2 separate regions of the Gossypium hirsutum genome follow, and region 2 is linked to region 1. A link is a contact called in public Hi-C data. All regions are on one chromosome and are shown on one strand. The core of a region is the stretch at or near the end of the contact, and the rest is flanking DNA. Distances in the headings are between cores, read along the strand shown.

Region 1 (5,038 bases), core at 25-2,524:
ACAATTTAACTCTAAATGCAAATTATCTAAATGTATGAATGACTGACTTTAGCAACAAAAACAATAAACATAAAATAGGCTAGGATAATTATATTAATCAACTCAATTCATTTTCATCATTCTTAACAATGTTCAGAAAACATTCTACGGCAACTCGATCTTTCATGAGTTTGGAATCCAAATTAAGTCCTCTTGGATCTTTTACTTAGTGAAATATGCATTTTACTGATCATATTGAACTATATGTTTCTTACTATTTATGCGAGGTCACAGGGACATTTACGTTTGCAACAGTTTAATCAAATAAACCTAAAAACTATGCAATATTATAGAGCTAACTAAAGATATTATGAACCTCAACTTAGTCGGGTTTAATGATTTAAATTGAGCATTGCACTTTTCAATTATGTGCCTACTAGCCGTCGTTTGGTTAGGATCGCTTAGCTAATCTGAATGCACCCAATCACGTATGAATGAAATTTATCTTAATTTTAATTGAAAACGTGATTGACTAAGGCACAAACATGTTAAACATGACCCAGTTTACATGGTCTTGCCATCCACATGAATTGATTTGTGCATGTCCATGTTTCATTCATATTAATTACATCTTCAATGGTCCTCCTACATAGTGAAAAATCACATATTAATAAATTAACATGAAATAATATAAAATATGCACAAAAAACATGTAATTAAGCATAATTTCACATACTTTATAAATTCATGTCTAATATTAATAATTAAGTAAAATTCACTTATTTTAATAACAATTATTCAAGATTAACATATTTATTAAGTAAAAAGATGGTAAAAATATATAGAAAAACCCTATATAATTTTGAGTTTACAGCTACGCATTAACAAGATACAAATACATACATACTACATATGTGTAGAACAAAAGGGTGGAGATCTACCAGCATACGATTAGATTTGAACCAAAGAGAATGCGCAAAACAATAATAGATTATAATATATACAATTAGAATTATATAATTAAGGTAGATTATTAATTATATGTAATGCTATATACATTGATACGTAACCTTAAGCTTTGAAAATATAACTACCTTTATGGTAGAGTATAATATATACAATTAGCATTGGTTAAGTAAATAAGTTATTTTGGATTGTTATGGAACTTTTAATTTATTTCGATATTTTTTGGAAATACTCTGGACTTTCATAAATAATTAGGGTCTGTTCAACCATTTTTACACCTACTTGAAAGCAAAATAAAACAAACTAACTATCCGTAAAATGTCAAAATCAAATTAATTGAATCTACTAAGCCCAAATAAACCAAAAAAACAACTAAGTTCCAGCTAAGCCTCGTTTTTCGAAAGCCCCAATGCCCAGCTTCATTAGACATGTCTCTTTACCTTCCTCAAGCAACCAAGAATAATCAGAATCCCTAGACTCCTTACAATAAACTTTCCTATGCCAGAAAATTTCTCAAACCTTCAACACTTCTACTATCTTCTGCCACTATTGTTGCTGCCGATTCCGGTACTCCTCCATCTAGGTAAGTCAACTCTTTTCGATTCAAACCCTCCCTGACAACCGCATGTGAAACTCCATTTCCATTTCTAGATATTTTCTTGAAACAACATCTGTTGAACATTTTTTTAAGGGATTTTATGTCTACAATATAAGGGCTTATTATGGATCTGTCTTCTTCTTTGCGTTGGACCTTTCTTATAACAATGAGAGCATCACCTTCAATTATTACCTGTCTATACTTGAGCTCTAGCCCCGTTTGAACTGCCTGCAAATAAGCCAATGTCTCAAGTATTCTACTATTTACCCTATCCTAGTCACTAAGATATGCCTTAATAAACTATACAGTTTGTACTGTTGATTGATTAAGCCCCTCATGCAAGGCTTTATTTAATCATATCCATATGTCCCAAATACAAAAAAATAAGCTTTTTCTGATGGTACGAGCTTCTGGTAAGCATTTCCCCTATCCACTGCTTGAAATTTTCTCCCATTACCCCCCTGAATTCCGTGAAATCCTAGCTCACCCCAAACTTCTTTAACTATAGGGTAGTCTCAAAAGGCATGTTCCAGCGCCTCTGCTCCACTTTTACACCATTGGCACCAATCTAAATTGAACACTCATCTAAATTTTAGGTTACTAAAAGTCAAAATTTAATTGTTGGAAACCCTCCAGTTTGTAATTTTGATTTTTACTAGCAAGTCTATAAGCCATAGGTTTTTTAGGAAAGCTTTGTATGTAATTTCATTAGTTTCGTCATCAAGATTAAAGGTCTTTTTCAGCAGCCTTCTGTATCTACTCCTTACAGTATACTCTCCTGTTGCCTCTCCACTTCATACCCTACAATTCTCTCGTGAGTGTCTCGTAAAAGGAATTTGCATAATAGCTTCTGCCTCTTCCCTTGTGAATAAAGAGGTAACAAGTTCCACCTTCCACTGTCTCATATTAGGTTTAATAAGCTTAGCCTCCTTATCTACATTATGATCCCTTGTAACACCCCTAACCCATCTCTATTGCTGGATTAGGGGTACGGAGCATTACCGTATAAAATAGAACATTTAATATCGAAATAAAATAAACATGCAATTTATATATTAACATATGATAATCTAACTTAATTATAGCATAAATACTTTTATAGGCCTTAAATCGAGCCTATGTGGCCCTAAAAATAGTTTGGGAACAATAAGAGATCAATTCAAAACAAATCAAAAAATTTAGAAAAATATTGAAAAAATTGAATACAGGGGTCACACAGTCATGCGGCCATTTGAACTATGGGACATACGGCCGTGTCCCAGCCCGTGTGTCAAACTGTGTAACTCACTGACTTGGGTCACATGGCCGCGTCCCAACCTGTGTGCCAGTCCATGTAAAACTTTCACTTGAAAATAAAGTGACACATGGTCGTGTGGGGTGACCGTGTGTGGCACACGACCATGTGACAGCCCATGTCCCAAGCCATGTGCAGCATAATTTATCCCTAATACAAGCCAAAACATTAACCCTTCATTGCACAATAACTCATACCATTTCCAATCATTTTTACATGACTAAAACACTTTAAAATATACCAAAAGCATACAAACCAAATCAACTTAGGTGGCTAACCAAAATAACTTTAATTGACACCACAATTTAACCTATCAACTTAACTCAATTCAACATTTCAAGTTCATTAATAAAGCATAAATAATATATTCCAAATAATCGTTTCAATGCATGGCATTCAACCATACTTTGCCTACTTTCATATGAGCTTAAATAAATGTCACATACCATATATTTTCACTTTCACTTGCAATTCATCAACTAGGACATTATTACATATATAAGCTGAACATCACCCAAACATACCAAGTTTGCAAACTACAATAAAGTCCTATTACATACCAAACTCACATATATCACTTAAACATTTTGTTCATAGCTCAATGAACCAAAGACCATCTAAATTACAAGGCATTCACAAGTGACTAAAAGTCGTACTTATTTATAAACATTTGTAAGTCACAATAAGGCATATAGGCCAATAAGCTTACCCACATCACACTGGTAAATAATCTAAAAGTCAACTTCTATTACATTGAAAAAATGTCACTTGAATCGTCCACACACAAATCAATTAACCATTTCTTTCCTAATATCAAAAGACCATTCTCAACCATTAACAAAAGGTATTAAGGCATACCAAAACTTGGCATAGCCCAAAACATACCAATTTAACAAACAACCCTATACATGCCATTTATAACCATTTCAATATATTCAAAAGTTACCAAAATGGATTGATGGAGAGTGTGATCGTGCTTCGATGTTGATTCCAACCGTTCGAGCTTTCTGATGATCTATAAAACAAAGAAAATAACTATATAAGCAACTAGTGCTTAATTAGCTCATATAAAGGAACTTAAACTTACCAAATGCATTAAATTAATCAACCATGAGTAATTCCATTTAGTCATAGAGCAAATTTCCTTTTCCTATACACCACACCTCACAAGGTTAGTAAATGAAGCAATGCATATATAAATCCAACCCAATCAAGGCATATAACATATCAAACATTTCAATTTCGCCATTCATCTTTTATATGACTACCATATACCTTCATTTTCTTTCAACTATACTTATCATATATTCTATATACTTACTTTAATTCATAGATCATTACTTTAGTTCATAGATCATTTCATATAATCATATACTCTGTAAAGCTTTATTTACCCGTTGAACCATATAGAATAACATCGGATACTCAGGAATGCTCACACAAAGTGTGCCTTTCTATGTAACCATAACCTTTCCAATAGTGCTCATACGAGCTGTGAAATGGGCCTGTTCACACAAGTTGTGGGTCGGGATGTTAGCTACACGACGCTGCTCATAAGAGCTGTGGAAAATCCGCAACAAATGCAGGACCTCAACCATCGGTAGGACATCCAAGACCAGCACCTAAAATTGTATAATCCCTAATAACATGTCATTTGTATCCTACGAATTTCTAAGATTCAAACGGGACATTTACTTTTTCATATCCTCTGATTTTAGTCTAACATACCATTCCATTATACATATATGAAATGCACATTTTCAAATTATCCTTTAGTTTGATTAATTTCCCTAGTTGATCTATAATAATAATTTATCACACTTTTTATCAATTTAATTTAAACATAGCATAAATATTTATTTACATCCATCCAAAATAGAAAATAATGATTTTAATCCTTGTATGAACTTACCTTGAAAATTACAATTGTAAAAACGAGGCTGACGACTAATCCAACATTTAGCATTTCCTCGGTTTTGATCTGTTTGATTCGTTTCTTAATCTAAATAATAATTTTTATTCAATTAAATCATTCAAATAACTTAATATAATTAATTCAAATAATAAACTTTATCAATGGGAAATTTACAAAATTACCCTAATGTTTTACCTTTTATACGATTTAGTCCCTAAACTCGAAACCTGCAGATTACCATTTTTAGCTAACATTCAGGTTAGCCAATTTTTATAGGATTTCTGAA
Region 2 (4,647 bases), core at 1,490-3,989, 180 kb before region 1:
ATGACTATGAAAAAAATATCGGAACAGATGGTGAATTTCAAAAAGTCATTAATTTACTTTAGCAAAAATGTCAACGAGGTAGTTAAATTGCAAATAGGTAGGGTGTTGGGGGTTTGTTTGGTCAACAGTCTTGAGAAATATCTTGGATAATCGACAATGGTGGGGAAGTAAAAGAAAAATTCTTTTGTTGAAATTAAGGAAAAGTTTTTGACAAAAGTGAAAAACTGGAGCATTCGTAATTTATCCATTGGGGGAAAAGAGGTTTTTATCAAATTAGTCTTACAAGCCATTCCAATTTACGCTATGCAATGCTTTAAATTACCAAGTTCTTTATGTCGGGAATTAGAGAATATTATGTGTAAATTTTGGTGGTAAAATTTGAAAACAGATAAGGGTTTTTACTGGTGTTGTTGGGCGTCATTATGTATCCCCAAGGCGCAGGTAGGGATTGTTTGAAAAGCAAGGTTGGAAGCTAATTACCAATCCCACAAGCTTACTCACGCAAGTAATGAAATCTAAATACTACCCATGAAGTGACTTTCTTAATGTTGATCTAGGGGTTTACCCTTCGTTTACCTAGAGAAGCATATGGAACGCTTAGAGTATTCTGGAATCAGAAATGGGTTAGAGAATAGGAGATGATAAATCAATTGACATATGGAATGACGCATGGCTTTCTAGGGAAGGAAAATTACAGTTTTAGAATATTTATTATAGGTATACTTTACTTGTAGACCTTATAAATCATGAATTTGATTCCTGGAAGGAGGAAAATTTGAGAAGGCTTTTCCCATTAGAACAAGCAAGGGAGATTGAATCCATTCTAGAGGTGCTCATGGGCCGGGCTGCCCGGCCCGCCCGAAATATGGGAGGATTTTGGTAAAAATATAAGCCCGAAATATGAGCTTGGGCAAAAAAATGAGACCCGATTAAAAAACGGACTGGGCCTCGGGCACCACTTTTTTGGGCCGGGCTCGGCCCGGCCCGAATACAATAATTTTTTTATTTTTTATTTATTTTTTAAATTTTAAAATACTTTTAAAATACTTTTTTTAAATTTTTTTAATTTTAAAATATTTTTAAAATAAATTTTTTATTTTTGTTTTAATTTTTAAAATAAATTTTTTGGCATTTATTTAAAAAACGAGCCGGGCCCGGCCCGGGCTTATGAATTTTTTCTCGGGCCGGGCTTGGGTAAAATTCTAGGCCCATATTTTGGGCCGGGCCGGGCCCGGACCTAGGACCCAGGCCGAATTTTTTCCCGGGCCTAGCCCGAACCTGGCCCGGCCCGACCTATGAGCACCTCTATTCCATTCCTCTAGGGAGCACTCTACAATCAGATATAAGGAGCTGGCGAGGTGACAAGTCAGGAGAATACACGATAAAAAGCGATTACAAAATGTATGTCTTAGAAGATTTGAAAATGCTGAGAAACAAAATTACAGCAGACCAAGATCTAACTAGAAGTTATTTTACAAAAATTTAGAGTCTAAAAATTCCCAATAATGTTCGTATTACTCTATAGAGAATTAAAAATAATTTCTTTCCTATTTTAAGTAATTTAAAAGGCCGTAGACTGAGATATGATGCTTTATGCCCACTTGGTGGAGAAGAAGATGAGTCTGTAAGCCACATCTTTTGAGAATGCACCCTCGCAAAACAAGTCCCCCAGCAAATAACAGTGACATTGGCGCCCTTTCGTGCAAATTAAGAATGGAAACAATGGTTAGCGGAGACATTCAATCTTAATAATGCATATAGATGTTCATGCTTAGCAGTATCATTTTGAACAATATGGCATAACATGAATATATATTTCCATGAAGGCATCTGATAGAGAATATACAAGATTGTGGCATTTATTAAAGCATACTTAGTGGACCTTAAAAAGTTAGAGGAAGTATTGAAATGTCAACATAACACAATTATTACCCTCTGGGAACCCCCACTAGGAAGACAAGTTAAACTTAAATTTGACTATGCATTTTCTCAATAAAGTAACAGAACAATTGCGTCAATTATCATCAGAAACCATACAGGGCTTGTAATGGGTTCGTGTTCTTACCTGATCCACAACATTAGAGATCCGAAAACTGTTGAAGAATATACATACCTCTAATGAGTCATTTTTGCTGAAGAAATGAGATTCAGTGATGTTATCATCGAAGGGGACTCAAAGATTATCATTAAAAAATTGCAAAACCATGGACATGGAAATGATATATCAGTCATTGGGGGAATTATAAATGAAATAATAGCAAAATCAAGAATTTTATAGAATATTGAATTCTGGTTCATACTGTAAAAAGCCAATGGAACGGCGCATGCGATGGCCACATGGGGCTGAGGAAGTTATTTTTTGACTTTTTGGGTGGAAGAAACTCCGTTGGAGGTTCAACCCATCGTTATTAAAAACCAAAGGAGACTTGATTAGAGAAAGTGTGCCGAGGTTTGTTGGACTAAGTCTGGAGAAGAAGACAGGTAACAAAGCTCTGAGTAACTTAGAAGATGACAGATCGGGGAAACAAAGCCAAGACGAAGAACAGAGGATGTGATTTAACAGGTCCATCGATAAAAAGAATTTCAGCGGCGCAGCAAAAGAAATGAAATGAGAGAGTTACGTCTTTAGGGTTTCTTGATCTATTTTTATTTTGTATTTTTTAAGAATGCTAATGGTTTTCTTCTCCCAAGAAAGAGTTGGGATATGGGCTTAGCTTAGGAAATGAAAAATCGGGGGCTTTGCCCACAGTTTAATAATGTTTTGCTTTTCAATGAATAAGTTAGGTGGTTTTTTTTGTAATTTTTAGGATTATGTGTTTTAACTATTTTCGTAACAATCCAGTTTTAGTATTGTCAAAAACTGTGATTATGGGAACATAATTTTGATAAGTGAGTAAATATTTTAATTTTTATTTAATTTCTATAAGGTTAATTTAAGGTAGTCTTAAATTTCCATTAAGAAATTTTGAAGTTTAAATGGTTAATTAGGTAAAAAAGATTAAATTAATAAAGGTAAAAAAGTTGAGTTCTATTACTTAAGTGGATTAAATAGCTTTAGTCACATGAATTAATGGCCTTATTGGGTAATTATACCCTTGGTGGTGTTAATGGACGGTTTTGACTAAAAGAATTAAGGGTTTTAAAGGTTTTAACAATGGGTATTTTAGTAAATTAATAATTAAGCATAAAATTAATGAGCCAAATATCATCTTCCTCATTTCACCAAATTTTGACTGAAAACACCATGAGAGAGTAGAGAACAATTGATCAACCTTAGTTTCAAATGCATGGTATGTAAATTTGATCCGTTTTTAGTAATTTTTATGTTTTTGAACTCGTTTTAGCTTAAACTACTTAGCTAGGGGTTAATTTGCAGAACTGTTAAAGGTGGAGGGATGTGCCATGAATGAATTTGATGTTTTAGTAAAGTTAATTGATAGATAATTAAAGTTAGTTGTTATATGGACATGTTTTGTTAAGTGAATTTTAGTAAATTTAAGGTTTAAGGACTAATTTTTTTAAGTGGCAAATTCCATGTATATTATATGAAATAATGGAAAAATGTAGATTATTTAAGCTTAGGGAAAAATCGGTTATCTTGGGTTTAAGTTAAAATGGTTAAATTTCAAGTTACGAGCTTAAGGACTAAATTGTAAAAAAGTTAAAATAGTAAGGGTAATTTTGTAATTTCATGATAATATGAATTATAGATTGAATTGATTACTTGAGGCTATTTAAAGTAATTAATTTAATGAAATTATGTATTTAGATCAAGATAAACAACAACCAGACCAAAATTGAGGAATTGCAAAAGCTTTGGATTAGTCTCTAACTCTACCTTTGCGACTATAGTGATCGAGGTAAGTTTGTATAGAGATTAACATTTTCATGTGATGTTTTAAATGAGTTATTATAAGTAATTATGTGATTTTGAATCTTGATTTGTAGTTTATTCGATAATTGATATAGTGTATTAAATTATATTATTGGTATATTTCAGGTCGTATTTGAGAAACGTATATTTCATGAAACATGTGTGGAATGATACAATAAAATGATGATAAAGGATTAAAAATATGCAAAGGTTCCGTTTGAACCTTAAGAATTCTTAGAATACAAATGACATGTCATTAGGGATTTCATGTTTCGGGTGTTGGTCTTGAATGTCCTACCAATGGCTGAGGTCTTGTATTTGTTGTGGATTCTCCACAGCTCATGTGAGCAACATCGTGTAGCTAACATTTTAACCCACAGTTTGTGTGAGCTAGCCCATTTAATAGCTCATGTGAGCACTATTGAAAAGGAAAGGTTACGGTTATATGTGTGAGCATTCCCGAGTATCCGATGTAATTCTAGACGGTTCAATGGGTAAGCTAATGTTAATGGATAAACATGTACACCACATGATAGTTGATCATAGCCTTATAAAAAGGTGAAGTTGATGAATGCAAATGAATTGAAATGGAACTAATTAAGTAAGTGATGAATGATATGTACATGGAAATTCACTATGATATGGTTGAACTTATATGTATTATGTATGAACTTACTAACTTGTGAGTTTGGTGATGTATATAGGATTTCATAGTAATATATGGTCCTTTTGGTATGTTTATTATGAAAAGTGAATGGTTATAATTAATTCCA

The links. Hi-C and Micro-C count contacts between places; a contact is called where the count stands out from the background.
Region 2: a Hi-C map of leaf shows a contact between it and region 1, with 3 times the contacts expected there. The contact joins the promoter of LOC107913666 here to the promoter of LOC107913667 in region 1. A contact is called at or near these places in 9 of 34 Hi-C or Micro-C datasets (callus, fibers, hypocotyl and 2 more).

What each region holds. Positions count from the first base shown.
Region 1 is chrD11:35,592,494-35,597,531 of Gossypium_hirsutum_v2.1, reverse strand. LOC107913667 (bifunctional UDP-glucose 4-epimerase and UDP-xylose 4-epimerase 1) reads left to right here and starts at 1,274. Exons shown (of 4, transcript XR_001688607.2): 1 at 1,274-1,528.
Region 2 is chrD11:35,774,621-35,779,267 of Gossypium_hirsutum_v2.1, reverse strand. It overlaps LOC107913666, which reads right to left and starts at 2,739. Exons shown (of 2, transcript XR_005920476.1): 1 at 2,114-2,739; 2 at 1,458-1,695.